Linked DNA regions of Mus musculus: all the other regions are linked to region 5. A link is a contact called in public promoter capture Hi-C data. All regions are on one chromosome and are shown on one strand. The core of a region is the stretch at or near the end of the contact, and the rest is flanking DNA. Distances in the headings are between cores, read along the strand shown. Region 1 holds the start of Sirt4 (sirtuin 4). Region 2 holds the start of Foxn4 (forkhead box N4). Region 3 holds the start of Rab35 (RAB35, member RAS oncogene family). Region 4 holds the start of Kctd10 (potassium channel tetramerisation domain containing 10). Region 5 holds the start of Oasl1 (2'-5' oligoadenylate synthetase-like 1).

Region 1 (4,948 bases), core at 2,279-4,778, 560 kb before region 5:
CCAGCACTCAGCACTCGGGAGGCAGAGGCAGGCGGATTTCTGAGTTCGAGGCCAGCCTGGTCTACAGAGCGAGTTCCAGGACAGCCAGGGCAATACAGAGAAACCCTGTCTCGAAAAACCAAAAACAAACAAACAAACAAACAACAACAAAAAAACCAAAAACCAAAAAAACCAAAAAAAAAACAAAACCCCCCCCCCAAAAAAACCAACTCAAACCCTGAGTCCAATTTCAAGTCTCTCAGAAAAGATATCAAACAGGACATTGAAACCCAGTGAGATGGGTAGATGGGTAAAGGAGCCTGCTGCCAGCCCTGAGTACAATCCCTGGGTCTCACATAGATGACGAAGAAAAGCACCTCTCGATAGGAGGCCTCTGACTTCTGTGCAGATGCCACACACAGCGAGCGCATGCCCACCCACCATCAGTAAATAAGTGTGTGGTAAAAAAATCTACAAAAATACTGATAGTGGCACTCACCTCCCCTTCGGATTCATTATGAGAAAAAAATTTAAAAGATTTATTTACTTATTTTATGTATATGAGTTCTCTCTCTGCGTGTGCAACCTGCATGCTAGATGGTTGTGAGCCACCATGTGGGTACTGGGAATTGAACTCAGGACCTCTGGAAAGACAGCCAGTGCTCTTAACCGCCGAGCCATCTCTCCAGCCCCTCATTATGAGAATATTAAAGTCCAAGGCCAAATTTTTTTTTTTCAGTTTTCTAAATGAAATGAACATCACCGATAGATCCTTGTCTGGGACTCAGGACATGTATGCTCCCAGGTCCCAAAGCCCTCTCTCTGTTCTGGAGATCATAGTTTACCTCACGGGGGGGGGTGGGGGGGTGGGGGGGGTGGTGAGGGGGGAGACACGCTACCTTGGGAGAGTGAAGACAGAAGACAGCAGGGGAAACCAGAACTTCCTTCCATAGCTCCCCACTGGGTAAATAGAGCCAGCCAATCAGCTATTGAATAGGGGAAAGGATGCTGCGGCAGGTAACATGCTAACCACTGAGGCCACTTCACATTCTAAAAAGGACACACCGGTATAGAGTGGCAGGTTTTGCTGGCTTCACTTCAGGAGCGGCCAAGATATGAGTAAACAGGTTCCCTGGCTTCTCTGCAAATCAATGTCGTTAGAACCTGAACCCAGGCACAGCAGCCTGAACAGCTACAAGCTGGCAGCCAGCCTGGGTCCAGAGAGTTCTAAGACAGCCTGGGCTGTGGGGTAACACTGTCAAAACAAACAACCATGACAACAAAACCCAAATTAATAATAATAATAACCAAAGCAAAACAAAAATCTGGAAGCGAGACCTGGTCATTGTATTGCTTATTTAATAAAACAAAACAAAACAAAACAAAACAAAAAAACCCTAAGAAATGGCGTTGAAGAGCTGAGCACACCTGTGATTCCGGCACCCAGAAGGAAGGTCATCCTCGGCTACTTAGTGAGTTTGAGGCCAGTCTGGGAGAAATGAGACACTTCCCGAAAACAAACAAACAAACCAGAACAAAACATAAAAGAGCTCCTGAAGTCAGGAGAGGGAGTGTATCAGTCTCTATGCATTATACGTGGCTCTGCTCATAGTTGCTGCCAAAGCGTCCATTTTCAAGTCCGTGGACACATTTCTTCGTAATCCAAATTGGTTGTATGTTGGGGTGTGTGTGTGTACTGCGTATGTGTTGGGGAGTCAGCGGAGGCCAGAGGGGAATCTTGGGGATCCCCCTCATCACTCCCTACTTTATTCCTTCTGAGGCAGAATCTGACAGCGTGTCGATAAACTCGGAGTTCCAGTTCTTCCACCAGGCTGGGAGCAAGCAGGTGCCAGCCGTCCGATTGCTCTCTGCTCGCCTTTGTGCTGGGAGGAGAGTTTATGTGGGTACTGGAATCCAGACATAGGTCTTCATGCTTCAGCTGTAATTCTGAGCCTCAGGGCCATCTCCCCAGCATCCACGATCTATTTTGCTGTTTAGAATAAGAACACTGTGTGTGCATGTGGGCCAAAAGTGGAGTTGGCGCTCTCCTCCCTCGATCCAGGGGGTCAAAGTTGGGTTGTCAAGTGGCAGAGCTTCACCTGCCTAGCCACCTGGCAGACCCCTATCAATCTTTAACTTATAGCAGGAAATTTAATTACTTTGCAGTGGAAGTGGACGTGGGCACTTAGGAGGAAAACCAATCAAATCTGCGAACCGTGTTGGCACACATCGTTCAGTTCATCAAAGTTCTAGGGAGGCGGAGGCCGGTGAATCTCCATGAATTCAAGGCCAAGCGTGGTCTACATAAGGAGTTCCAGGCCAGCCAAGGCTACATAGTGAGAACCCATCTTAAAACAAACACAAAACAAAGGGGGCAATTATTTATTATTAAAAGTGTCAAAAAAAATTCTGGGCGTGGTGGCGCACTCCTTTAATCCCAGCACTCAGGAGGCAGAGGCAGGCGGATTTCTGAGTTCGAGGCCAGTCTGGACTACAGAGTGAGTTCCAGGACAGCCAGGGCTAAACAGAGAAACCCTGTCTCGGAAAACCAAAAAAAAAAAAAAAAAAAAAAAGTGTCAGACTATACATTAACACCCTGTCTCAGAAAAACAAAAACAAAAAACAAAGAAAGGGTCTTTTGGGGAGGGGTTGGGAGAGCTGAAGAGGTGGCTCACTGGTTAAGAGCATTGCTTCTCACCAGGTGGTGGTGGAGCACGCCTTTAATCCCAGCACTTGGGAGGCAGAGGCAGGTGGATCTCTGAGACCAGCCTGGTCTACAGAGTGAGTTCCAGGAAAGCCAGGGCTATACAGAGAAACCCTGTCTCGAAAACACCAAAACAAACAAACAAGAGCATTGCTACTCTTGCAGGGGGACTCAGATTCCATCCCGAGCACCCACAGGGCAGTTCACAACAGGTTGTCACTCAAGTTCCAGGGGATCTGACGCCCTTTTATGGCCGTCAGGAGCTCCTCCTGTATGCATGAAGGTAAAACACACACATTATTAAAAAAAAAAAAAAACCAGTCTATTTTAAAAAGCGTCTTGGATGGAGAAATGCCCGCTAGTGTGAATTCAGGGCTACCCAGGGCTGGGCTAACGCGCTGACACCGAGCTATAGCCCCAGTGCTCTTACAGTATTATTTTGAGTCCGAGGTCTCACTAAGTCACCCAGACTGGCCTTGAACTCGTGATTCTTCCGCCTAAGCCTATTGAGTGGCAGATTATTGTCCTGTGCTACTAGTGAAAGAGTTTCTTTAAGAGAGCGAATTCCTAAATTAGGACTGCTTGGATCCTCTTTCGCACGCAGGACATGGGAAATATTAACCACTTCTTTGGTGGCACAAGCCTCTAATCCGAGCACTTGGGAGGTGGAGCCAGGAGGATCACGGATTTGGAGTCAGACAAGGATATGTCAGACCCTCTCTCAGCAAACAACACAAGCCACAAACAAACAAACACTACAAGAACCTCAAAAGGCAATCATTGCCCCAGGCGTCAGCAGCATATCCGGAACCTTAACTGAGCTGAGCAGGAAAGACAGCGGGCAATCCGTAGAGGAGCGCCCAAGAATCTTGGCGTGGGAGACACGTAGGATTCTGGGACTTGTAGTTTTCTTCCAACTAGATCGGCTTCGCGGACTACATTTCCCAAGATGCACACGTAACAAGCGAGTCCCACTGTTGGGTGAGAATTGTGGAAGGTAAGTGTTCTGATCCGGCTGAAGGTTTCCCGCTGAGCATTCTTACTAGGGATTCCATCTGTCTCTTTTGTTCTCGAGGGGACAAGGAGGATTTATCCCGGCAAAACCCGACTGTTTAGCCGTTCACACGTAGCTGGGAAATCTCATGGAGAAAGCAGGGTCCTGAGCTCTTCTTGGATAGGAAGCCAAGCCTAAATATGTGTGCCTATCACTCGATAGCTCCGCATTATGTCAAAGACTGTGTCAAAGGCTTGTCTTTACAACTAGAAAACCAGACAGGCAAGTTTGTATGCCTTGATTTTTATGTGTCCAAGTAGCAGAATTTACAATGCAGGGTAAGCAGACAGAGTGATTACTTAGCGTCCATCCCAGAGGCCCTGGATTTGGTACCGAGAACCGTGTAGAAAAAGACAAAACAAAACTGACATACTAAAATTAAAAAATCTTTTGGAGAAATGATATAATTCGGTTTAGTTGTATTCCTTGGCCTGGGCTACAGGGAATTCTGTCTCAAGTAATGATAATAATAATAATAATAATATCTGATTTAAACCAAGTAGAGTTATAGAACAAATAGTCCCATGAGAGATAATATTAACAAAAATATAAATATTACTAAAACATGTTTATATTAGTAGCAGGTGAAAAATAATGGGCTATTAAAAGTCTGTTTTTTAGGGCTGGAGAGATGGCTCAGTGGTTAAGAGCACCCCCTGCTCTTCCAAAGGTCCTGAGGTCAACTCTCAACGACCACAAGGTGTCTCACAACCATCTCTGATGAGTTCTTCCCTCTTCTGGGAAGTAGGTGTACGCGCAGGTTGACCATTCATATACATAAAATAAGTAAAAAAAAATTTTTTTAAAGTTTGTTTTAAAAAATATTTAATTTTTTAAAATTAAATTTTATTTTATGTGTTTGGGTATTTTACCTGCGCGTGTATTTGCGCATCCCTTTTATTCCTCGGCGCTTGCAGAGCGCAGACGAGGGCCTGAAACTGGAGTTAAAGATAGTTGTAAGTCACCATTGTAGGTGCTGAGAATTGAAGGGCTTCCGGACGAACCGTCCTCCCTTCTGTTTCCCCAGTGCTACAATCCCAGGCCGGGGCCACCGTGGCAAAATTTTCATAGTCGAATAGAGTTCCGGTGTCTATCAATTGGTGGGTTAACTTGACTTGTAAAACCCAGCTGCTCTCATGGATTTCTTTCTCTCCAGAATAAGAATGAGCGGATTGACTTTCAGGCCGACAAAGGGCCGTTGGATCACCCAC
Region 2 (4,943 bases), core at 334-2,833, 650 kb after region 5:
GGTGTCTGGGCATCATTATTTCTACTAACTAATCCTCAAGCAATGAACTCAAAATCTCTACTCTTTAAAAAAAAAAGTCCCTAGCCAAAACCCAGAGAAGTCAAAGGTAGTAGTCTCTCCCTCCCCCCCCACCCCCCCGACCCCCGGCCTTCCTTTCTATAACAGTTTACAGGCTTCATCGTTAATGACCACTCCAGCTTTGGGAACACAGAACTCCCCACCCCTCAACAAAGAGCCTCCCCGCCTCCCCGCTGCCCCACAAGCCCAGGACCCCTATCCAATCTTAATGGAAAGTAGGATTATTTCAAAGGGAAGTTAAAACACCCACAAACGCTTGGGATAACCAAACAGGTGAATTAGTCCTGGAGCATCCGGGGACGTTCAAAGTAACACAGACCGTGTGAAGTATTTCATCCATCTTTGTGACTAGCCCAAGTCAGATTTTAAACATAGTCAGTCGGGAAGAGGAAAACTGAGGCGTTCCCCAACCACAGCCTGGATCAATATAATCTACGTTTCTCCCGGGTGAACTCAAGCCCCAGGTGACCGGTTTACGTATTACTCTGGCAGAGGAGAAGGAAGTGAGGGTGCCCAGGTGCCACAAGGAAGCCCTGGCCGAGCACTGAGGTCATAACCACCTGGGGGCATGGCACGGAGTGCTGAGTACCCGGCACCCAGCGCTGGAAGCCTGAGTTCTGCCTGAACTTAAGGGTTCCCGGGTCACAGTGAGGGACACCCAGCGTGGGACACAGCCGGGGTTGGCTGGGCAGGGGCAGGCTGGATGTAGCTGCCCGGTGGGCATCAGGATCCCTGGGCCCCATACGAAGCCGAGGAGACCCGGGAGGAGGAGGGATGGGATGGGGGCACGGGGCCAGGGACATCCCAGGTGGAGAGGCCCCCCGCAGCCTTTGACCACTGGAGCGAGCTGCAGAGCGAGCTATGAAGTTGCGGGGTCCTGTCCCGGGCAGCCCGTGCTACGCGCCACCTTTCCCGCGGCGAGAGCGGGGAGGAGCCCAGAGCAACGCGGGAGCCAGAGCGGGTCACGGTCCCCAACGGCCTTCGGCGTTCAGGGCGCAGCCGCACTCCCCTCTGCGCTCCTGGACCTTGTCGCGGCCCCCGGCGTAGCGCGGGCTCAACTTTCTCGGAGCCACAGGTGGCCCGGGCGCATTCCCTGGGTGTGTGTAGGGGTAGGAGGTGGGGGTGGGGGACTGGTTCTGTGCGTGCGCCTCTCGCTCCTCCGCCCACCCCCCCCCCCCGCCCCCAGGTCCCCTGCAGCATCTACATCTCAGTCCTGCCCATCATTCAGCTCGCCTGTTTGCAAAGTTGGAAAAGGGGTGTCTCTCCCTCGGTGACCGCCCCACCCCAGGGCCGGGAGCCGCGGGGCGCACGAGGCTGACTTGCTGGGGCCCGCCCGCTGAAATCTCCTTGACCCTGCCCTGTAACTGACCCTTAGGGAAAAGGAGGGGAAAGGACCCCCAACAACCCGGCACGTCTACTGCGCATGCTCAGAGTTGGACAGCTCCAGAGAGGGAAATTTAAAAACGGATCGAGCTGCGACGGTGGCCAAATTGCAGACAGCGAGGGGCGAGCGAAAGGGAGTCCCCCCCTACCGCAGCGCCACCCGCCCCCAGCCAGCCAACCCAGGACCTGCTCCAGGTACCACGGTGCTGCCCGGGCTGCGCGCCCCGTCGGAACCACGGGGGCTTCACCAGGGCAGGAGGCTTCCCACACCTGCTTCAAGCTTGGCTTAGAGGATTTAGGGGTGTCCCCCTCCCCGAGTCTTATTTAATGTCGCGTTTGTGGGTGGCCGGGTGGGTGGTGCAGTGCGTGAACTGATTTTCCAGCACCTGTGTGGGGTCTCCTTCCAAGGCGAGAGACCGGGCGGGGATGGTTCCCCTGGCCCCATCAAGCCCCGCTTTGATGATCTCTTCATTTCCAGGCCGTTCATAGCAGAATAGTGGTGGGGATTGCGGCTTGGAACCGAATGGAGTTCTTCCGATTTCTATTTGGCCTGGGTTTTCCAAAGCTTGGCGCTTCCATTTAGGGGCTCCCCCTCCCCCTTCTTCTCCTTGAATTTGAAAGAACTTGGAATTTCACTCACTGTCCGTCCTTAGTTCTTAACCTCCTGCCCTCCCCGCCCCCCCCCCCCCCCGGCCTCGGGATTGTCCTGCAATTGTGACCCTTTTGGGTCGCTTCTGAACTGTGGGAAACTGGGGGTCTCTGCCCTACATCAGTGCTGATGGAAACTTTTTCTTTTTTAACTTTTTTTTTTCATCCCTAAGGAAATGATAGAAAGTGGCATTTGGTCCAGAATGTCAGAAATGATCAGAAGCTCGGGGCACAGCCACCACTGCTCTCCACAGGAATACAGGTGAGGAGGCCCTGGCTCCGTGCTGGTGGGGGCGCTCTCCACAGGAATACAGGTGAGGAGGCCCAGGCTCCGTGCTGGTGGGGGCGCGCCTGCCTTGTCTGTGAGCTACGAAGTGTGAGCTTTGGAGTGAGCAGCTCTCTGCAGTTTTGTGTCCCCTCTAAGGGTGTATCTCTCGTGGGTCACAGACTATGGGCAGCCTGGTGACCCCAGCAGCTATTGCTCCCCATCCAGTGACTCCAGCAAGGGTTCTAGGAAATGGTCCCCACCCCACCGTGCCCCAAAGCACTCAGGATGTTGCAAGGTTGTAGGTCACAACTGTGAGTTCTTAGCCCAGCTGTGTGACTTTTAGCTAGTCCTTTGCCCACTCTGGACCTGGTTTTCTCCTCGTATAAATAAATGGGGCCGTGATTTAGATGACCTCAGGGTCTCTTTTGGAGTCCAAAGGGCCAACAAGCCTCAAAGTGAAGCCCAAGAATGGTTCTTGCAGCAGGATCAAAGTTCAGGGGAATGTGGGGGAGCCTTATGGAACTTCCCTCTTTGTGGAAAGACATTAGGGGTTTCAGCCAAAAACCAAACCCAAACAAAACCTTCTTTACAGGTGGGAGAACTGAAGCCCAGAGCAGAGCACACAGAGACTCGGGGAGGGAGGGGGGAGGAGAAGGAAGGTCACAGGGTCCCCTACTAGCCTCTCTTCCTTGAGATGGAGTGGCCTGACCTGGTTCCCAGGGCCCTAAAACCAGCACCATGTCTTGGCTGAGTAGTGGGGCCACGATGGGGGCTGCCCCGGGAAAGCCAGGCTGTCACCTCAGATCAGCCCTGTTTACCCAGGGGCTGTCTGGCTCGGGCTCCCACTGCAGCCCCAGCCGTGCCTCCCGAGGCCGCAGGCAGCCTCCAATTAGAAGAAGGCTGCTGTTCTAGACACAAAGGAGCCAAGGATTCAAACAGCTGGGTTTATCTTATTGGGGTGGTGGTGGTGCGTGTGCCCTTGTGTTTCCGTGTGTCTGTGTGTGTAGCACCTGACCCAGGTGCAAAAGCAGTTACCGTACCCATCATTCCTGGCCTCTGCTGAGCCCATCACTCAGGTGTAGAAACTGAGGCCAGCCTTACCCAACCCTAGGTCCTCTGGGCTTCCTTCTTGCTATAAGTGAAGGCTGAAGGCTGCATGAGCATCTCCAGCTTGGGTAAACCTGGCTTCTCTGGCTGTGTGGCACTTGTTAAACCTCAGTTTCTTTATCTGTAAAATGGAGCTAAATGGCCCCAGGATGGGGTAATGGGGTTGCTATGGCAACTGAGCAGCCATGTCTGACTCAGCTACTTGCTGGTAGTGTGGTGATCTGAAGCATCATTGGTTTAATACAGTGGAGAAGAGAAACTACCCTAAAATTAACAGATACCCAGCAGGCCTGACATGTTCCCAGGGTAGCTTTACTGTAGTCAGTGCGATGGCTCAGTGGGTAAAGGCGCTTGTGATGCGAGCCTGGTGAACCGAGTTCGATCCCTGGGACCCTTGTAAAAGACAGGAAGGGGGACGTGACTCCCCAAGATGTCCTCTGACCTCCACACACGTGCTGTGATATATGACTGTCTTCGGTGCCCCCCAAAAACAAGATAAAAAAATAAAAATGAAAATTATAAACGGGCACACTTAGGCTGCCAAGGGATTCACGGCAAAGCTGGCTGACTTCTAACTAGTTTAAACTAGTTTTAACAGGCTGCTTAACTAGTTTTGTTGTCGATGCTTCCAACGTAGCCATGTTGGAATGTGTGGGAGTCAGAACCACAGAGAGCCTGCGGCGAGTGTGGGGTGGGATCCCCGAATCCGGATGCCCGCCCATCTGCCACCCAATGAAGGCTCCCAGAAGGCTGGGCTACATGTCCAGGCCAGAGCCAACCAGAAACTGCCTGCAGCACTGCCTGGCTCTAACACCAGGGAAGGGCAGACAGAGAGCATCCTTAGGGAATGGCAGGTGTATTCTGCTCACTAACCAGCCGGTGACTCTGGACTGGACGAAGGCCCCATGCTATCAGTACTGGATCCGGAGGTGCCTGGACCCTGGCATACCTTTGCCACAATGTGTTGAATAGCTAAAGCATCCAGACGGCCTTAACCTTTGCTGCAACTGCTGGGGGCCCTTTGCCTCAGACTGCCACCTCTTGCGGTATAAATGGTGACTCTCAGGATAAGTGGTGACCAGCTGCCCCCAAACCATTCTGGGAGCTGCAGCATTCCTGTGACAATCTGGCAAGGGAATGAATCCAGGGATTAGCCAGAGTCAATGCTTCAGAGTCCTCAAACCTGAAATTGCCACATACCCCGAGATCATAGAGACTCTAGTCTCACCCGCATCTCCCTCCCGGTAAAGGTCACACATTACCTCACCACTGTGTGACCCCCAGACAAGTTATTGCCCTCTCTGATCCACTCTGTGAAATGAAATCTCTGAAAACCAATCAACAGGCTGGCCATGGGGGTTTTGTGCCTGCAGTGGGGAAGGCGTTCAGCCAGCCCAGAAGGGCACTTGTTCCTGGAAGGGAAACTTCATATTTACTTTCAACACTCCCATTTTTCTCC
Region 3 (4,763 bases), core at 1,074-3,573, 710 kb before region 5:
AAGGCTTCTCCTCTGAGCCTTGGTTTCCTTATCTGACAAACCACAGAGACCATGGGTGAGCATCAGATAACAGAGTGTCTGTGGATCAGTTGATACACCTTCAGAAGCACACAGTCAAGGGGCCAGGGCAATCAGGCGGTGATGTCATGGTCCCTGCTCCCTGGCTTCCATCTCCCAGGTTCCTGAGTGTCATCTCCGTGGCAGGAGAAACCCAACAGCATAGTGTCTCCTCCTTCCCCATAAGCTGGGCCTGCACTCACACCGAATCTGGAGCTAGTCACACACAGACTGACCAGTGAGTCCTGTCCCCACACCTGACTTCTGAGCAAAAAGAAAAAAAAAAAAAAAAAATCAATACACCATGCGAGGTGCACCGTAAGAAAGCAGGCAGAAACCATTTCCTGGGTTTCACAGAAGAGAAAATGCCAACAAGCTACATCTTCTTGCTGAGTTTGGCCTTTCGAGTTTTGGATATTAACACTGGCCACGTCTTGAGGAGGGATAAAGACCTCTGACCACAGCGGGCTGACTTTAGCTCTGAAAGGAGAGAGATCACCATAATGTCAACAAACCCTCAAGAGCCCAGAAGAATGCCACTAGCTGGGTCCAAGTTCAAGTCTATCTACACAGCTTGCCTAGTTTTCTTTCATTCAAACCACTACAGGTCAGTCTTCCAGCTTTCCAACTCCGCTCCCAGACACAGCTATTCTTCTACCCCAATCCTTTAGGCCTTAGCATTTCCCGACACCTTCCCCCCCTAACAGCAACCCCCTAAGACTTCAGCCATCTTCCACCAGATCCAAACCACCAACCACATCCCAACCCAGCTTCTCCCGTGAGACCAAAATCCACTTATTTCCATGTCCGTCTATGACAGCGTCAGCCAACAAGCCTATATCCTGAGTCTCAGGGGGGACACGGAGCTCTAGTTCCTTGACAATACACAGGCTCTACCACCAACTTGGCTGTCTCAAGTCACATGACCCTCTCTATCCCACACTCCAGTCTGATCTATAAACTTAGCTGCTCGCCAGCCTCCTTCCTAAAACATCACATATTCCTGGCACCTCAGCTAAGCTCCCCTAAACATCCTGGGCCTGCCTCCCTGAACTCACCATCACCCCACAGGACCTGGTCACCTGCCATACTCCAAACACCTCTAAAATGCTTCATCCTTGGCCAGAAACCAGTGTGACTCTCATTCACTGACCAAATGCATTTAAGCACTGGGTACCAGAAGCTGATCTATGAATCAGAGATGGCGCGGTACTGAAAGGTGTGTGGTGTGTGTGTGTTTGTGTACACAAAGCACTTAAAATATTGAATGAAGCACCCGGGTAAGAGAACAGCAAACACTGTCCACCTACTGTGTGCCAAACACTAGTCCCCTCATTAAGTGTGTGCTCACATCAGCCTTGGCAGGCAAATCTACCACTCCCATTCCACAGATGAGAACTGAACCTTGCTGAGACTTAGTAACAATTCTAAAGGAATGCGCTCATGGCTGTACCTGCCGCACCTCATCCAAGCGCACGGCAACCCGGAGACGGGTCCTGGAAATACCCCCATTTCACGGAGCGCTGAGTCTTCACAGGGCGACTCATGCTGCTAACACTGTGAGTTACTTAGAGGTTACTTTATGCCGGGTCAGGCGCTTTTCCCTACTTTCAGCTCACCGAATCATCCCACCGCTCAGCTTAACAAGTCCCCACTTCTCAGATGCAGGAACTGAGGCTCAAGGGAGGCGAGACAACTCGCCCAAGGTCACAGAGCGGCAAAAGCTTGCCTCCCCGGGACTCGAACCCGGCTCTCTCCAACTCCAGCGATCGCGCGACTTGACCAAGGTCACACGTGAGGCAGGAACGAGCGCCGGGGCCGTGCGTGCATCCCGCGCCCTCGGTGCCCCCCGCCCCGCCGAGGAGCCACCCCGGAGTCCCCTCGCTGCGGCCCCCCCGGGGCCTGCGACCCCGCCGAGCTCCGCGCCTCCCGCCCCGCGCGGGCCGCGCCTCCTCGCTCGCTCGCCCGCCCGCCCCGCTCGCCCGCCCGCCCCGAGGCCCCCGCGGGCCGCGCCCGGCAGGGCCCACACCGCCTCCGGCCCCTGCGGCCCTCACCGCTGTCGCCGATGATGAGCAGCTTGAAGAGGTGGTCGTAGTCCCGGGCCATGGCGGGCGGGGGCGGCGGGCGGGCGGGCGCGCGCGCGCGGGCGGGCAGGCGAGCTGGGCGGGCGGGGTCGGTCCTGGCCTCGCGATCCGCAGCTCCCTCCCGGCTGCTCCGGCAGCGGCGGATCCACTTCCCGAACAAACAGCCGGAACTGACAGAAACACCTCCCTCCGCTCCCCCACCTCCGCCTCCTCCTCCTCCTCCTCAGCAGCCGCCGCCGGTGCCGCCGCCTCCCTCCTTCCCGCCCCGCCCCGCCACTGCGCAGGCGCGGGGGCTGGAACCGCCTCTGCGCAGCCGCAGCCCCGGCCAGCCGCGCCCTCTCCGCGCACGCGCAGTGCGCTACGCTCGCCGGCCGAGGTCCGAGTGAGCTAGCGAGCGAGCGAGCGAGCGAGCGCCGTCGCTGCGGATCCCCGGGAGAACCGAACCGTTTAGCAGGGCCCGACGGAAGAGAGGTGACAACCGGCCGCAGGGCTGAAGCCTGGAGGTCAGCGCTGGGGAGGAAGTCGTCCCCCGAGCACCACGATCCCGGACGCCCGACCCCCTGGCGGAACGGGTAGCGGTTCCGGATTGGGATCCGTGGGGCGTATGCACCCTGCTCGCCAGCGCTTCTGCTCCTTCTGCCTCAGTTTTCCGGACGCAGCGCGGAGCCAGCCCCACGTTTTTTTCCAGTTGGAGCGGAAGCCCACCTGCCCGTCCCCGAGAGCTGTCGCTGCCATCGCCATCCTCCCTGCAGGTCTGCAGGGATTGCCCCATCCCTGTGGTTTTTTACTTTTTCCAGACAAGTTCTCAAGTATCCCAGGGTGGCTTCCTGACTCTCTCGAGTAGCCGAGGATAACCATATACTTCTGATCCCACCTGTACCTCCTGAGTCCTGTTTTAATGTGGTGCTGAGACTCGAACCCATGGCTTCGCAGATGCTAGGCAGACGCTTTTCGAGCTGAGCTCCACCCCCAGCCTCTTTGTCCCTGCTTCTTCTTGCCCTCCAGTGCTTTCCAGCCAAGCACCTGTTGGGGATACTGCCCACTCCTAATCTTTCCCCGTAAGAAGCAGTGCTAGTGTTTAAAACAAAACAACAACAAAATACAGACGCTTACTGAATTCAAAGTTGACATTAGTTTTCCTTTAAAGTTTCTTGGACAGCATGAAACACTTACTAGTCTAATGGATACATGTTTTCCCATACATTTCAGAGTATCTAAGCACCCATGTGCCTCTCGCAGTTCACCGGTATGCCGCCATCAATCATTTAACTGCCTCGTCACCACGTGGTACCCCCATCTGATGGTTGTACTATTCCTTAACAATTCCGCTGCTGGTAGATTTATGCAGTTCATAATTTTCTTGTTATTCAAGGTACTGCAGGTCCTTGAACAGCACACACAGTGTCTGATCTAGGCCTTGCTTGAACTCTTTATTTCCCTGAAGCAAGCCTGGTGATGTCAGATGAACACGAGCCTAGAATCATAAGATACTGGCTGAGGAGAGACGCTGGCTGTGTTGTGTTCTTGATTGAAAACTCCTGGGACTGGCCAGGTTCCTGCTATTCCTTTGATTGGCATTTTTTAAGAAACAGGGAAGGGGCTGAGGAATGGCTCAGCAGTTAAGAACACTGGCTGCTCCTCCGGAGGAACCTGGTTAAATCCTCAGCCCCTCCCACCCCCCATGGCGCCTTACCAGGATCTGTAACTCCAGTCTCAGAACTGATGTCACCCTCCGGCCTTGGCTGACACTTGAGACATGTGGTCTGTAGACTCAAACTAACATTCAGGTACATAACAGAAAAACCTCAAAACATTTTAGAGGGGCTGGAGAGATGGCTCAGCGGTTAAGAGCACTCTGGCTGCTCTTCCAGAGGTCCTGTGTTCAATTCCCAGCAACCACATGGTGGCTCACAACCATCTGTAATGGGGTCCGATGCCCTCTTCTGGTGTGTCTGAAGATAGAGACTGTACTCACATGCATAAAGTAAATAAATAAATCTTTAAAAAAAAAAAAAAAAAAAACATTTTAGAGGAGACAGATGGAAAGCAAGAAGTCTTAGGATTAGGGTAGACTTCAGATAAGCACTCCACGTCTCCCTGGCACCTAAAGCATCGGGTCAGGTCATCTTCATGCCTGCTCCTAGGTTGAAAAGATTGCAGTTTCAATGCCAGCTTTGAAATCCACCCCTGAATAGCTTCTGGATAGTCAAGGGGCCTCAGAGTCTGTTTCCTCAGAATACTGTAAATGTGAGGCTATGCATCGTCAGTCACAGGGACCAATGTTAGTCATTCTGCAAGGGCTCGCTCATCATCGAGCTGTTTCCTATAGGGGACTTCCCACAGTCCCAGAGCAGCAACCTGTCAACACAGGACTCTCTGGGGAGTGAAGCAGAACAGCTCTAGGGAGATGAGATTCCCAGTTCTGCCCCATCCATATGTCACCTGGAACCCAGTGGGTGTTAATTCCTGCCTTTATTCTGTAACTATGTAATGGCCTCTTACCATTTACTATACTATACTATACTGTACTGTACTGTACTATACTATACTGTACTATACTTCAGAGGACACAGACTGTCTCTGTTAGCAAGAGGGAAGGAGAAGAGTCCGTCACAAAGATTT
Region 4 (4,533 bases), core at 1,356-3,855, 540 kb after region 5:
AAGTTCCTGAGAGGTGCACGCAGGGCTCAATGCATGACTGCAACCTTAAGTCTGCTCCTCAAGATATCCCCACTCTCGGCTTCAGAGATGGCTCAGTGGCTATGAGCGCTGACTCTTCTTGCAGAGAATCAGGGTTTGGCTTCTAGCACCCACAGTTCTAAAGGATCCAATACCCTCTTCCGGTCATGGGTACCAGGCATGGACATAGTGAATGCACATACATACATACATACACGTATGCATGCATGCATGAAAACCACACATATACTTAAAAATTAAAAAATAAATCTTAAAAAAAGAGAGAGAGAGAGAGATCCTCCGTGGTAGGCAGGACCCAGGAGCAGGAGAGGGCCCCTCCTCCCAGTGGAAACACAATGACTGCATGAAAACGGGACCCAGCACTTGTGACTCCCTCAGAGCTCTCACTTCTCTCAGGACCTCTTGGGATTTGATCCCTTTCCCAAAACTATCCCCATCTAAGAGCATACACACTGGCTTCTGCTTGCACTGCACAGTAGCTAAGCTTTGTGGGTTTCTTCATTCTTTCCTGTCGCTTTTCCACTTACACAGCTCATGAATCAAATCAGATGCACCCTTGGGCATCAAGTTCTTCCCCTGAGGGCCACAGAGAAACAAGACAAAGACTGTAACTAGAGAGGCCTTCAAGTCAGAGAGAAGGAGCCTCAGACCTTGTTCATCCCGACTCTACCTCACAGCACTGTCCCATGAGCACTCTGGGTCCCAGGTTCCTGGGATAATAACAATATTCAATTTTAGGGTTGTTAAGGATTGCATGGAACACTTGCCATTCTTAACCCTAATCTAGTCACTATAGTATTGAGATGAGGAATGGGAAAATATTGATAGCTGGCACTTGGAAACGCTCATCACACCTAAGGAAGCCTTACTGCACTGTCCTTACAAAGCTGAGAACCTGGTTTAGGGAAGTAAGAGTGCTCTAGGTAGAGAAATCAGAAAGCAATCAGTCGGTAAGGAGGGACGCAGTTCGCCTAAGTGTCTCATCCAATAAGAGCAGCAACATGATGAGACAATCAAATCTCGCCTCCCTTGGTCTGGGTTATACATTTAGTAAGCCGCAGAGCCAAGCTTTCAACGCTAACAGACAAGACTCTGCATTACTTCTACGTCCCCAGGCAACTTGCTTACAACCAACCTATTTGGTTGAGACTAACTTCAAGAAGCACAACATGTCGCACAGGAGTCCAGACTGTGAAGTAAAAATAAACACAAGTTGCTGAGCGACTTTCTTTTATGGTAGAAGTCGCTAGTTTCCCAGGCCTAAGGGCCACCATCTAAGTGTAGACCATGTAACAGACATTGTAGATCTATTTAACTAGGCCTCCCTTTGGAAGCCTATCCTGTGAGGCTACAACACCCCAATTTTAAAAGCCTAAGATAAGACAACAGCTCTTAAAGAAACCATTAATAAGCCAAACTATTGCTCTTAGACAGCTACAGCCTATCCAGATGGGGAAACGAAATGCAGAGGGCACATAACTCGCCAGTGTCCTCACCCACCGTCCCTGACTTTGAATTCCCAAAGGAATTACTTATCGGCAAGTCAAAAAGGCAAGGTTCAGGAATCACACACACAGAAAGGCACCACAAAGAGAAGTTGAGAATGCCAGGCACCCTGTGAGGCTAGCTAGGCTTAAGTCAAAATACGATCCAGTTTTTCCAGCTTTTGATCAAGAGCCGTCAGGAACCACACTAAAACGTATTCTAAAATAATCTCCGTAAAACAATCTAATTACTCTATTTACAGAGGAGGAAACTGAGGGTCAGAGATGGGACTAGATTCACCCAAGGTCACACAGCGAGCGACAGCACTGGGCTCGAATTCCACTTGGGGTGATCCGGAGGCCCGACGCCTCTCACAGGCACCGACATCAACAACCACAAGAACAAGTCCGTCTCGCCCACAATCAGTTGGCTGGCAAGGCCAGTCGCCTCGGCACGGAAATCAATGGAAGGGGGACAAGGAGATCCCCGAAGCCCGCAAGCCAGTCCCTCCTCCGACTTCACTCAAACCAAGACTCGGCCCCCCAGATAGCCTCCCTCCGTCCCTGGCCCCGCCGCCCAGAGAAGCGCCCATCCTGTCCCCACTCGCTACCCGCAGTCCGGAGATCTTTATCCGTTCGAGGCCCCGCACTCGGGGTCCGGGCCGCAGCGACCGCCGCCTTAGCCCGATCCCCCCGAGGTCCGCCAGCCCCGGGGCAGCGGCCGAAGCCCGGCCGCCATCTTGCCCCGGGTGTTGTGCTCCGAACACCTCTTGGGAAGCAAGCAATTATTCAGTTCCGGGAAACAACAGTTCCGCACTGCTTCTTTGCCCATGGAGGAGGTGAGGACTCCTTTCCTCTTGTCATCTTCTTTAGCAGACGGAAAGGAGAAACAAACATCCAGAAGTGGGACTAAACGCCTGACTCGGCCAAGGGGAGGCGGGAACGGTTGATAAAAAGAGTTCCCCCCATCTAGGGCTTACGGGGGTGGGGGGTGGGGGGGAACGCTTTAAGAAGAGTCCCTCTGCGGGGCGGAAGTGGGGTGTGGACGGACGCCGGAAGTGCCCGCCCCGGCCCCGCCTCCGCCCCCTGCATTGAGCGAGCTGGGTGTTTCCTGCCTCTCAGTCCGGATTTGGAGACTCCGGCGTCCTCCGACTTTTCATGGTGAGGGCGGTGGCCGCCGTCGGGGAGCTTCGGGGCGGGCGAGGGTGGCGACGAGGCTGAGCGGGAGCGGTGGGGCGCTGAGTAGCGCGTGCGGGCGAGGTCCGGAGCGGGGGAAGGGCTTCAAATGAAAGGAGCCGTGGTCGGGGTGGTGGTGGTGGGGATCTGCGAAGGGGCGGCTGGTCCTGCGGGCGGTGGTGGCGCTGGGCGGCGAGCCTGGAGTGCTGATGGGCGATGGGACGTGGGAGATCGTCGGGACAAAGAGACGGCGGCGGAGGCATCGAGACCGACGCTCGGGGTGGGGAACGAACGAGGGTTCGAGGGCGTGTGGAGAGGGGCGAGCGTGTACCCTTGGAATCGAGCAAAGTCTGGCCTCTGGGAGGCTGTGCCTTGAGTAAGGTGGGGTTCCAGGCAAGAGAGGGAGGGGGCGTCTCTGAACCCACAAGTCTGGAGCGAGATGACTGGTAACAGTAATTCTAAGGAGACATGTCTGAGGTCGGGGTACCCTGACCACAGAGTCTGGCCTCAAGTGGCACCTGGATACCTACCTAATCACTTCCCTTGAGGCCCTAGGTGACCACACCTCGGGAGTCCCAGGATGTCAGCTGTTGCTGTCTGCGTTATGGGATGGTTTCGGTTTACTTGAGATTCTCTAGGGTCTGTCCCTTGAATGGTTCTTTGTCCTTGGGTGGGGATGGGGGGCGGGTGGACTATTAACCCAGGTCTTCTTTGTCTGCCACTCACTCACAAGATCAGTCCCAAACTGAAGACAGATGACTCGGCCTGTGTCTGGCTTTGGTCAAGCTCTATTTGGTATAAAACAAGAGACACACACATTGGTAGAAGGCGGCCAGCAGCACCGGTAGACCACCAACTGGTCCCCTGGGGCTAACCTGGGAACTAGTTAACAACAGGATAGTCTGGGCTCACCGATGTATTTTTACAGTCTCTGTGTGTCACTAAGGATTTGGGCTGTGAAATGGAGGGCGTTTGAAACCAGATTCTAATACCTAGCTTCCCTAGTAAGCAGGATTGACAACATCCTCATTGAGACTGTTTGGAGAAGTTCTCAAAAGCAGGAGAACTGGGGGGGGGGGGGTGACTATCCTAGAAAAAAGTGTGGGGCTTTAGTTTTTGGCCTCCTTTAACTTCGTTTGCTTCACGCAGTAGCCCTGTAGCAGAGACCTCAGGTTAGTTTAGCCTCCTTGCATAATACCCCTTAAGCAACCCGCCCGGAAGAGCTCCCTTCAGATCTCCAAGGCTACTAGATAAACAGATTGTCTAATCCTCCTTTGTATCGGAATCACCTGAAAGAGCCTTTTAATCCCAAATTGCAGGCAGCAGCACTCCTTGCTGGCCTGGGGTCTCCGCCCAGGCAGGCAGGCAGGCAGGCAGGCAGGCAGGCAGGCAGGCAGGCAGGCAGGCAGGCAGGCAGGCAGGCAGGCAGGCAGCAGTGTCTTGGAAGCTCTGGTGACTCTAATATCTCCAGTTGAGAACACCAAGTCTTGAGGAGTTCAGGAGTGGAAGGGAGCCTGAGGGAGGAGGAGGAGGTGGGCCGGGCTTTGACTCTGTTCTTGGGGCAGGGGCAGGGTGAGGGTGGGGGGAGACAGTATTTGGAAGGTTCTGGCTTTAACAGTCTGTTTTACAAAGGAGGAAACTGAGACTTAGGTTCAATAGCTCTTGTGAACCTTGCACAGAAAGTGGCGGCCTGAAACTGCAGTCCAGGTTGGCTCCACCATCGGCTTGTTTCCCTCAGCTTTCAGGAGACAGTCTGCAGGGAGTTAGTATTTTCTAGGTTTTGTTTGTTTTCCCCTGTCTTTTTTGTCTGGCTTTCCAACAAGACAGTCAACAA
Region 5 (4,737 bases), core at 73-2,572:
CCGGGTTCAAATCCCAGCTCTGACGTCAGCAGTTACATCTCTGAACAAGCCCAATGGCTACTCTCAGCCTCCATTTTAAGAGTCTTTCAGTTATCAAAATATTAAAACGTGGAAAAAATTAGGAAGAAGATACCATCCAGGCAGCCAGCACATCTAAACTTGCCACATCGGTGACTGTCTTTCTTTTGTACATGCTAGGCTTTCACTCTAGCCTTGAGCCACATCCACAGATCCCGCATTTGTGTCATCTCAATCACTTTAAAGTGAGTAGCGGACAGCAAGGAGCTTTGCCCCAATACAGCATAGCATGTGTCCCCCTAAAGAGAGTTCCCCACCCCAGTAGGTGCGATTTAACTTGACAAACGGCAGTTTTCTTACCAAAATGCAGGTCATATTAAACATTTACCACTCATCCCCAAACTCACACTCTCTCTGTGTCTCTGTCTGTCTGTGGTGTGTGTGTGTGTGTGTGTGTGTGTATGTGTGTGTGTGTGTGTGTGTTGTTCTGTGATATGTAACCTAGGCTGTGAACCAACCATCCTCTTGCTTCTCTACCTCCCACATGCTGGGGTTGCAAGAATGGGCCCCCAAGTCAGGCTCTCAAAAATTGTTATTTACAAATTACATGTCAGGATCCAACTAGAGGCCTTGCATTGCATGTGGTCACTGTAGCTCTGACATTGTGGAGCCTTTGTTAGGCTCATCTGTAAAATGGGACAAGAATGGTATCTATCTCTCAGAGTATAAGTTTTAATGATAGAATATGCAGGCTTTCCCTACCATTTTCTCCAGAGGTGGTCTTTTATTATCTTCTTTAGTAGTTCATTCTGCTCAAGGCTCGCGGGGCTGTCTCGAGATGTCAGAAGCGTGAACTAGGGATCACGAGGCGAGGGGACTCCCTGGCACTGGGGTTTGCCCTGTCCTGGCTGGGAATGGTGAAGTCCAGTCTTACCTTGAGTACCTTGAGCACGCGCACATCCCGAGCCGGGCCACGATCTTCACGGAAATTCTCCTGCCTCAGGAACTGCTCCACTGTCTGCACGGTCTCCAGGACCTCTTCTTTCCACTCTCTGGTTGGCTGCAGCCACTGAGCCACAAAGGAGTCCAGCTTGGAGGCCGGGAAGCCGTACAGCTCCTGGGCGACTGCCATGGCTACAAACTGACCGTCAGCTACCTCAGGCAGGCGCAGGGCTATATAGCCAAGCACCCATCCAGCTGCCGGTACTCACCTCCTCCTTTTTTAAGGCGGCTCCTTTCCAGCTGACCTCTGGCACCCAATGGCGGAAAGGGGGGTGAAGAGAGAAGCTTGGGAGCATGGCTCTATGGGGGGGTCCCCTCCTTGGAGATTTATTGTCATGGTAGGTGTGCCGAGGGACCAGAGGCTGGGGTTGGCCGGTCTGGACCGCCTTAACAGGGTTGGCATGGGGCCAACTTTTGTGCTGTTAAGTTTCGATTCTCAACATTTGTAGTTTCTCTTTTGTGACGTTTGTAAACTGAAATTGGCTTGAGTCTGACCTTCCAGAGACACCTTGTCTGGATGACTTAGGCCAACTGCCCCGACCCGTCATAGGGAAACTGAGGTTTGGAAAGAGAAAGAGCCTAGTCATGGCTGTGGTAAGGAATGAGGAATCTGGAATCAGAAGGACACTTTGAGGTTGTCAGATGCTTTTTCTTTATTTTATTTCAAAGAATTATTATTATATTTATATAAAAGTTAGTATATTTCATTTAAAAGATTTAAATTTTTATTTATATTTTATTTACTTTATATTTACATATATTTATATGAGAAAATTATATTTATGTATTTTGGGTTTTTTTTTAGGAGGGGGACGCATGTCATGGCACAAATGTGGGGGTCAGAGTAAAACCTGCAGGGGCCTGTTGTCTGCTTCCACCGCACGTGGATTTTAGGACCCATACTTGGGTCATTAGGCGTGGCAATATGGTGTGAAACGAGGAAAAGAGAAACTCATATGGTAGGACATGAAATATGGCGAGAAACACTGAAAAACGTGCAAAAAGAGAAACACACGGTAGGACCTGGAATATGGCGAGAAACAGTGAAAAACGTGAAATATGAGAAATACACACTGTAGGACCTGGATTGTGGCCAGCCTGGTCTACAGAGTGAGTTCCAGGACAGCCAGGACTACACAGAGAAACTCTTATCTCATAGAAACAGGAAACAAAACATCTTGAATGTGTTTGCATTTAAGCACGCAAACACCACACACACAGTCTCAATAAAACGTTTTCAAAGCCAAAACAACCCAAATGAAGGTGCCTCTAACAGAGATCGTTACAGACATGAGACCTAGCAGGGGCTGTGTAGAGAAGTGGGTGGAGCCGGGCTCTGAGGTAGTTAAAGATTCAGAGCTGGGGTTGCTGAAAGAGTTCAGCAAAGCAGAACGAGGAAGAGCAGGAGGGTGAAGGAAAGGAGAACGTTCTGGAAGCCAAGTGATAATGCTGTTTGACAAAGAGGAAGTGGCTCACTAAGTCACATGTCAGGTGAGCCCGTTCAGCCTCCTTCCCAGGGTGAATCAGAAGCGTGGCGTGCAGAGAACTTAGAACCTAGCATGATCGCTCTGCCACCTTCTGTACTAAAGATAGACGGCAGCAATGCTACAGGCAGGGAGATGGGTCTGACACCGTGTGGCGGTCCATGCAGGATGCAGCAGTGAGCGGGCTGTGGTGGCACAGGCCTTTAATCCCAGCCCTAGGGAGGCAGAGGCAGGTGGATCTCTGTAAGTGTGAAACCAGACTGGTTGATACGGTGAATTCCAGGTCAGCTGAGGCTGCGTAATGAGACCTGTCTATAGAAAGAGAGAAGAGGGGCTGGAGAGATGGCTCAGCGGTTAAGAGCACTGACTGCTCTGTCGGAGGAGGTCCTGAGTTCAATTCCCAGCTACCACATGGTGGCTCACAATCATCTGTAATGGGATCCGATGCAGTCTTCTAGTGTATGTCTGAAAATAGCAATTAAAAAAAAACTCTTATAAAAATAGATAAATCTAAAGTTAAAAAGAAAAAAGGAAGGAAGAGGTGGGCAGGGGGGCGATGGGCACAGAGCGGATAAGGAAAGGGGCTGGGTCCCAATTTTTTTCTTTTTTTTAATTCTTTTTTTTAATTGGATATTTTCTTTATATACATTTCAAATGCTATCCCAAAAGTTCCCTATACCCTCCCTCCACCCTGCTCCCCTACTCACCCACTCCCGCTTCTTGGCCCTGGCATTCCCCTGTACTGGGGCATATAAAGTTTACAGTACCAGGGGCCTCTTTTCCCAGTGATAGCTGACTAGGCCATCTTCTGCTACATATGCAGTTAGAGATACGTGCTCTGGGGGGACTAGTTAGTTCATATTATTGTTCCACCTATAGGATTGCAGACCCCTTCAGCTCCTTGGGTGCTTTCTCTAGCTTCTCCATTGGGGGCCTAGTATTCCATCTTATAGATGACTGTGAGCGTCCACTACTATATTTGCCAGGCACTGGCATAGCGTCATGCGAGACAGCTATAACAGGGTCCTTTCAGCAAAATCTTGCTGGCATTGTGCAATAGTGTCTGGGTGGTCCCAAGTCTCTGAAGGAGGAGGAAGCAGGGATAGCTGATCCCCTCTGGCTTCGTCCATTAGTGAAAGGAGGAATAGCAGAGCCGGTGGAAGCCTAGGAGTGAGTCTGCAGGAAGAAATGGAGGTGCCTTGCATGTGGAGGTGGGAAGCTTCATGGGGAGACCACACATGGTTTTCCTTGTCACACAGATGATGGCCACTAGCGCCCCGAGAGAGAATGTTATCCCCTCTGTAGGGTAACTCCGGTGAAAATGTTTTCTGGGTCTCTCTATGGAGCTTATGAAATAGCAGGCTTCTACAGAGCTTCCTCGGACATCCTTAGTGTTAGCTGCCCCTCCCACATCCTGCGTCTGATCTGTCCTCAGCACTGAGTTCTTAAGTCAGACCATACTATATTATAACATTTTTTGTTTGTTTGTTTGTTTTGTTTTTTCGAGACAGGGTTTCTCTGTATAGCCCTGGCTGTCCTGGAGCTCACTTTGTAGACCAGGCTGGCCTCGAACTCAGAAATCCGCCTGCCTCTGCCTCCCGAGTGCTGGGATTAAAGGCGTGCGCCACCACGCCCAGCTATATTATATCATTTTAAAGAGTAGCAGTAATTTCACAAATGGAAGTCGGCACAGACGAAGACGTGTACATTTACCGTATGTTTATGCTGACATGATTTATTCACACAAGAACTGGTCGGGCCTCACTTATTCTTTCTGTTCACCGCCACGAAGCATCCTAAGGGCCAAGCAACATCGACCATTTTACCACTAATACTCCGAATGTCGTTTGAATGTTTTAAAAGGGGATACGGAGTCAGTAATGCGTTGCCTTTCTGGAGTGTCAAAACACAGCTTAATTAAACGAGTTTCTGTGGGCAAGGAGGGGGAGCCAATTATCAGAGGAGGATGACTAGGTTTGGGGCGGGAGGCAGGCATGGGAGGATGGGCGTGGCTTGGAGTCTCCGTGATGTAGAGCACCAACTGAGGACTTAGGTAAGGACGGTTTGTTCTTGAGCTCTCAAAAGTTGGCAGTGGGAGGTTGGGAGGTGGAGAGTGCAGATCTCAGAAACACTGACAGCCATGTTTCTGTGTCCTCATATTGCAACCCAGCCCTGCTGGCCCTTCCTCACCTCCACATTAGTGCTGGCCTCAGGCCTTGGGCTGTTCTGGTCC

Evidence for each region. Promoter capture Hi-C pulls out the DNA fragments that hold promoters and counts their contacts. Capture Hi-C pulls out chosen DNA fragments and counts their contacts.
Region 1: a contact with region 5 is called in a promoter capture Hi-C map of liver, with 2.2 times the contacts expected there. The contact joins the promoter of Sirt4 here to the promoter of Oasl1 in region 5. A contact is called at or near these places in 8 of 39 promoter capture datasets (the 3T3-L1 cell line, cranial neural crest, fetal liver and 4 more), 2 of 115 datasets of contacts at active chromatin or transcription factors (bone marrow-derived dendritic cells and memory CD8 T cells) and 1 of 9 other capture datasets (liver).
Region 2: a promoter capture Hi-C map of stem cell-derived epiblast-like cells shows a contact between it and region 5, with 4 times the contacts expected there. The contact joins the promoter of Foxn4 here to the promoter of Oasl1 in region 5. A contact is called at or near these places in 2 of 39 promoter capture datasets (liver and stem cell-derived epiblast-like cells).
Region 3: a contact with region 5 is called in a promoter capture Hi-C map of pre-B cells, with 2.2 times the contacts expected there. The contact joins the promoter of Rab35 here to the promoter of Oasl1 in region 5. A contact is called at or near these places in 2 of 39 promoter capture datasets (cranial neural crest and pre-B cells) and 1 of 115 datasets of contacts at active chromatin or transcription factors (bone marrow-derived macrophages).
Region 4: a contact with region 5 is called in a promoter capture Hi-C map of liver, with 2.1 times the contacts expected there. The contact joins the promoter of Kctd10 here to the promoter of Oasl1 in region 5. A contact is called at or near these places in 2 of 39 promoter capture datasets (liver and pre-B cells) and 2 of 115 datasets of contacts at active chromatin or transcription factors (bone marrow-derived dendritic cells and embryonic stem cells).

Annotation. Positions count from the first base shown.
Region 1 is chr5:115,483,064-115,488,011 of GRCm38.p6, reverse strand. Sirt4 (sirtuin 4) reads left to right here and starts at 3,528. Exons shown (of 5, transcript NM_133760.1): 1 at 3,528-3,680; 2 at 4,894-4,948. The coding sequence starts at 4,901. Gm42007 (a long non-coding RNA gene) reads right to left here and starts at 3,562. Exons shown (of 2, transcript XR_878704.2): 1 at 3,449-3,562; 2 at 1,319-1,969.
Region 2 is chr5:114,270,401-114,275,343 of GRCm38.p6, reverse strand. It overlaps Foxn4 (forkhead box N4), which reads left to right and starts at 1,583. Exons shown (of 10, transcript NM_148935.2): 1 at 1,583-1,656; 2 at 2,283-2,371. The coding sequence starts at 2,286.
Region 3 is chr5:115,629,547-115,634,309 of GRCm38.p6, reverse strand. Rab35 (RAB35, member RAS oncogene family) reads right to left here and starts at 2,323. Exons shown (of 6, transcript NM_198163.1): 1 at 2,112-2,323. The coding sequence starts at 2,163. 1110006O24Rik (RIKEN cDNA 1110006O24 gene) reads left to right here and starts at 2,494. Exons shown (of 1, transcript NR_027810.1): 1 at 2,494-3,261.
Region 4 is chr5:114,378,577-114,383,109 of GRCm38.p6, reverse strand. Kctd10 (potassium channel tetramerisation domain containing 10) reads left to right here and starts at 2,605. Exons shown (of 7, transcript NM_026145.4): 1 at 2,605-2,684. The coding sequence starts at 2,682. Ube3b (ubiquitin protein ligase E3B) reads right to left here and starts at 2,490. Exons shown (of 28, transcript NM_054093.3): 1 at 2,135-2,490.
Region 5 is chr5:114,919,825-114,924,561 of GRCm38.p6, reverse strand. It overlaps Oasl1 (2'-5' oligoadenylate synthetase-like 1), which reads right to left and starts at 1,322. Exons shown (of 6, transcript NM_001359945.1): 1 at 953-1,322. The coding sequence starts at 1,150. Gm13822 (predicted gene 13822) reads left to right here and starts at 2,301. Exons shown (of 2, transcript NR_166682.1): 1 at 2,301-2,511.